Linked DNA regions of Mus musculus: region 1 is linked to region 2. A link is a contact called in public Hi-C data. All regions are on one chromosome and are shown on one strand. Each heading gives the region's core, a stretch centred on a gene start, on an enhancer-like site or on the middle of the called end of the contact. The rest is flanking DNA. Distances are from core to core; before and after follow the strand shown.

Region 1 (2,823 bases), core at 64-2,563, 78 kb before region 2:
GGAAAGGCCAGGAGTTTTACCCCATCCTGCAATGTGAAAACAGATAATCAAAGGCAACATAGAGCTGTCTGCTTCTTCTCTGACCAATTTGTTGCTTTTTCTGAGGTGATGTTGGCTGTCACTATCTTAGACTGGAAAGGGCAAGCTGGTAGAATAAAATGTAGTTTAAATAGCATCTCCCAGGGGAAGGTCCTCCCTACACTTAGTATTAAATGCAGTAAGATAATCAGCAACTAATCACTTGATGCTAAACTAAGAGCCATTTCCTCTACGAACTGGTCTGAACCTGATGAAGGAGCAAAGAGGCCCAGGTCTTTTTCTTAGATCGTTCATTCTGCTGCAATGACAGCCCTCATAAAACTCCAGTTTATGAACCAAATTTGTTGCACCCCTCACTCCAATACTATAATGCAAACCTCAAAGATCAGAATATCTTATAAGATATGTAAGCAGTTCACTGAAAATGCCAGCATAGATAACTCTCTCGATGACCTCTTCTGTCTAATATCAATTTCGGAAAATACTTTCCATTGCAAAGATTTAACCAGCGTGCTTAACCTTCCACAGAAACCCCTTATCTTCTTCCCCAACTTGTTTGTTCTGAGACCTTATTCTTGGCTGCCTCAGCTCTCTGCAAACACTTAGGCTTTTCTCTTTTCAAAGAGGCTGGGAGCTGTGGAGATTCTGAGCTAGACAGAAACCCTGTGGTTTGATTCCATTAGTCTAAGCCTGGGCCCGGTTGCAAGCAAGCTGCAGTATCTGCTTGCAAAAATCCTGGCAGCCAGGTTCTAGACACAGACACCACGGGCTGCATGCATTCTTCCATACTGGTCTACCCAAATCTTGCCTGGAGCCAGCCAACCACAGCAGAGGGAATCCTACCTTCCATCATGGTGGCAGAATTGCATTCCTTATTTTCCAAGAAGTCAGAAAAAACACAGGAGGATACGCTTCCAGGTCCCAGCTAAGTCCTCACAAAGCTGCCGCTGAGGTCTGCTCTGCTTGCTGCCAAGCCAAAGGAGACAAGTGTTAACCCGAAAGACCGGCCATGGATGCAGCTAGTGCTGCTTCACCTACAGTCTCCCAGGAAGATGCTGTGAGAGAAAGGCAGAGAGGAACAGCAAGCCGGCGAGCTGCACCGCCTGCGCTGCCTCGGCCAATCCCTTCAGCTCTGGACCGCGTCACATGGTAGCCAGCCTGCATCTCCTGACACAATACCCCCGGAGAGCGCACGGAACCCATTTCCCGTCCCCATTGCTCGCTACCCCCACTGCCTCCCGCTCCTCTCCAAACACACAGCCCCTTCCCCACCTGGTGACGCACTTCCCCCGCCCCTCCTCGTGGTCCTTGCAAGCCTATTGCGGCTCTGGGGCGCCCGATGATCTGAACTGCCACCCTGACAGGGGATGCCAGCAAGAAAGAAGCCCAGGAGGCTGATCCCAGGGATTTTTTTTTTTTTTTCGTTTTTCTCTCTTTTACTTATTTTTTTAAGAAAACACTTCTTAGTAATTCCAGATCTTAGCAACACACGTTTACACTCCCATTCCAACCTCACTTTGACCTGAAGGAATTTCAAATGTCAGCGCTTGGCCTCTGTGCACATCTGTCATCTGTGGCTGGCTCGCGCTCTCTTTAGGTCTCTCTGGCCCCCACACCCCCCGCGCCCTGTCTCTCTGTCTAGGTCTCTCTGTCTCTCCTTGTGTGTCTCTTCCTCTCATTCACGAGAGAAAAATCAATTCGCTGACGTCACATCATAAACAACCATCCCCCAAAGGATGATGCAGGAAAAAAAATTCATCCCAGCTGCCTTGAAAGGAAGCAGGAAATTAATTGCGCATGACATGCCCAAGGGCTGGCAACTGTCATTAAAACAAAGAAACAAAAGAACCCACCCGATTCGGGCTCTGGAATCAAACAGGCGATGCTCCAGCTCATTTCTGGGGCGAGAGGCGGGAGAGGGGGATTGAAGGCAAGAGTCTAAGCGTTGGCCGCCTCAGGCGTGCGCGAGTCGCCTCCTCCCACGCACTCCGCTCCGCAGCCGCGACCCCGGGGCTGCGGGGGCCCTCCGTCACCGCGTCCTCCAGCCGAGCTGGGCAGACGCCTGCCCCAGGTGGGGAGCCTCGCTTGCAGCCTCGGCTACAGCTGCCAACTGAAGCCGCTGCTACATGGCAGGTTTTGCAAGACGCTCCTCCTGCAGTCTTCAGTCGCCTAGGAGCCCAGTCGTTCACCCCAAGGGAAATCCAGAGAGGAAGGCAATCGGTCCAGGTTGCGCTGGAGGAATGGGCGGAGCCTGGGCCTTGGCAACTTGCTAGAATGGGGAAAGGTTCAGGCACAAGGTCTGGTGGAGCTGAGGGTCTGTCACCTGAGTGCTATCAAAAGTCCTAGGAGTCCTTCAAAGGGAGGGACTCCCAGGCCTGGTGTCCTGTGATCCTGGGTTTAACCAGGCTAAAACAAAGCAAAAAGAAATAAATTGAATCGAGTAAGGAAGGCCTATCACTGTAGGGAGCAGATGATGAAAAGGCTAGAGAAAGGTCTTTAAACTAAGGAAGAATAGCAAAGCCGGGGCTATGAAAATCTCTTTATTGAAGATCAGGTCAGAAACTAACAATAGGGCTGATCATTTATAACACCCTCACTTAGTATTACCCAGATCTCGACATAGTCTGATTCTTTCCTCCAGAGGGAATACGAGATATTGGTGGCTATGAAATACTAAAGAGGCCGAACGAAGAGATGAATTAGTCAAAATCAAAAAGCAACTCAGCTTCTTAGTAACTTACAAGAGTTTTATAATAATAATTAATGATAATAGCAATAATAATA
Region 2 (2,762 bases), core at 171-2,670:
GATGATCTGTGTTTATTTCCCTTTAGTGTATCTATGCACCATAAACTTTCATTTGTTTATATTAGTTCTTACTTCATCTGGATAAGGAGAAATTGAGGGAGGCCTAATTACCAGGTTGGAAAAAGTATGGGGAAAGGCTGTGTAGGACAGCATAATATTATTATAGATTATGAATGACAGGGTCCAAATGGAAGAGTGGGTCAGGGGTGATACCCCAAATTCACCTAATCAGTTCTGTCTCCAATTGTTTCTGTATGCTTTCGTGTGAGACACACACACACACACACGTGAATGCACCAAAAACCCAGCAGAGCTTTTTTGTACTTAGTGTAAAATGCTAATGTTGTGTGTGTGTGTGTGTGTAGGTTGCACTTATTAAGAAAATACATTTTGATTTTATTTATATTAAATAAGAATACTGGCAAAATATCCTGAAAAATGTTCCACCCATCTTCTATTCTTGTTTATGAAGTTTGAGTGACAAGTGTGTATAGTAAGGCTGTAGAGATGACTCAGTCTATAAAGTGCTTGCATCTTAAGTACGAGGACCTAAATTCCAGTCCCTGGCTTGCACGTAAAAGGTGGGGACCTGAAATACCCACACTGCAGATGAGAAGGCAGATGAATTCCAGCATCCTAGTTAGTCCTTTCCAATCTGAGAGCACCGAGATCAGTAAGGAGGAGACCAACAGAGTCAGACATCTGACACCTTCTGGTCTCTATATGCATTCACCTCCCCCCACCACCATCCCAGCAGAGCTCTTTTGTACTAAGTGTACAAGTGATAATGTCATGTATATATACATTGAGTAATTATCACAGTTAATAAACTCGTTATCTTTTAGATGGGTGGAAGAACACATAAAATTACTCTCTTAGCAAATTTCATGTATAAAATATGCTTTTATTCATCATAATCACATTATCTACGTTAGATAGCCAGAACTTATTCATCTTATGACTAGGAATTTATGCCTTCTGACTACCACCTTCTCTTGATGGAAAAGGCTCTTAGTCACACCGTATTTTTGAAAAAGGAAGAAAATAGTTGTATGAAAAGAAACTTGGCTCACATAGTTTATCCAACTAAATCATGAAGAGATGCAAAACAGGAGTATCTGACATTTATCTAAGGGAACTAGGTATGAGGGGCTTTTAATGGGGAACAGAAGTAGAAGATATAAAGAGTGTTACCATTGAAAAAGAATCTCGATACCAGCAGGAGACATACAAACCTGGTGATTCCAGCCAGTGTCTACCGTTGAAGGGTGGGTGCCATGGATACGTTTAGTTCTCCAACCAGCTGTATTCAGTACTATGCAACATCTGTGAAATATGATGGCCAAGAGGAAGTGTTCTCATGCTGATTACAATCTAGCTGGCTCTTTCCCCTGTTGCAGATATGCAAATTGACTATGCAATGATATGCAAACAAGGGAGCGTTATCACACACTGCTTGTGCTCTGACAATCTGAGCCCTGTGCTACTCAGCGTGGGCTGAAAGTTTCATTTCTTCTGATGTCTGAGAACCTTAGAGAAACATTTTTCAGGCTGTTGTGAGTCTCCCTTGTGTGGCAAGGAAAGGCTTAACTGTTGCCCAGTTGCTCAACCTATTGACACACAAAAAAGTTCTCTTGCAACTTGTAATAAAAGGGATAAAATACATGTCTTAGTGTGTCCTCCAGTCTTGAAGTTGCAATTCTGTTACTAATATATTCTACTAACTGAGACATTCCTAAAAATGATGTCAGATGAAAAGCAATGACTATCTCAGTACAAATGATGGGAATACCCTCAGATATGCAGGAGATTGACAACAAATTCAACAGAAAAACAGAACTGGGTGGCTTGTTGATTTCCTGTGAAAGCATGTGATGATGTATCTGAAATTCAATTAACTGCTTTGACTGATATTAATAGCATGCCTTTTTAATTAAGAATTCCAAGGATTTCTGGTTAAGTTATGAGAGTTTCCTGAGCATTCTGGAGCACTGGAGAATTATACTCAGAAAATCTGTCTTTATTGTGCTGGGAACCCAGTGACCTAATCAATTTGGACTGCATTCATGGAAATGTGTGATTCAGTTGAAAGCAGACTACCAGTGGAGTAACAAGTCCTGTTCTTGGTGCTATATGCCAACAGAAGCACTGAAAATAGGGTATAAAACAAGTAAACCCAGGGTGATCCTGGAAAGAGAGTTTCACGATTGAGAGAATGCTGCATCTTTCCTCCTGAAAAATGAAGACTCAGGTTTGGGAAAGATAAGAGAACTTGAAGGCAGAGGTACCACAAAGAACCAGCTCCTGGCTTTGTTTCTAAAGGCTGCGTAAAGAACTTCTGGGAGCCTTGTGAGGGAGCTAATATCGGAAAACAAATAAAGAATTCTTCATTGGTCCAAAGAGCATCCCTACAAAACATTATTTTCTCCAGACTGAGACATTTCAGATGAATTTGGAATGCCCTTCCATGACATGTGCAGAAGTGACGAGAGGAAGTCAACTTGCTTTCAGGACAAAGAAGTCAGATGGTCACAGCTGAGTATGTTGATGACTGCTAGAAGCTCCAGGCAGAAAACTGACGACATATTCTTCTTTTGTCTAAACCACAGTCCCATCACTTTAAAAATAGAAATAATACTTTTCACAACGTAAACAATTTGATGAGTAATCGACACTTTTTATGTCAACAGACTTTTAGAATACCTCACACATAGGAAACACTCATCTTAGTAATATGTAGGCTTCCTTCTGGTTTATAAGAC

What was found. Hi-C and Micro-C count contacts between places; a contact is called where the count stands out from the background.
Region 1: a Hi-C map of muscle stem cells shows a contact between it and region 2, with 2.5 times the contacts expected there. The contact joins the promoter of Sgip1 here to the enhancer-like site in region 2. A contact is called at or near these places in 5 of 484 Hi-C or Micro-C datasets (cortical neurons, muscle stem cells, nephron progenitors and 1 more) and 1 of 9 other capture datasets (liver).

Annotation. Positions count from the first base shown.
Region 1 is chr4:102,758,625-102,761,447 of GRCm38.p6, reverse strand. It overlaps Sgip1 (SH3-domain GRB2-like (endophilin) interacting protein 1), which reads right to left and starts at 1,313. Exons shown (of 26, transcript NM_001285852.1): 1 at 883-1,313. The coding sequence starts at 892.
Region 2 is chr4:102,681,014-102,683,775 of GRCm38.p6, reverse strand. No RefSeq gene overlaps it. Among named protein-coding and RNA genes, the nearest start is that of Gm24869, 54 kb to the left of the region's middle. Within about 2 kb of position 1,420, at least 41 of the 459 cell types and tissues checked have an H3K27ac peak or open chromatin away from gene starts, as enhancers often do. A contact at or near this core is called in muscle stem cells, where this site is marked.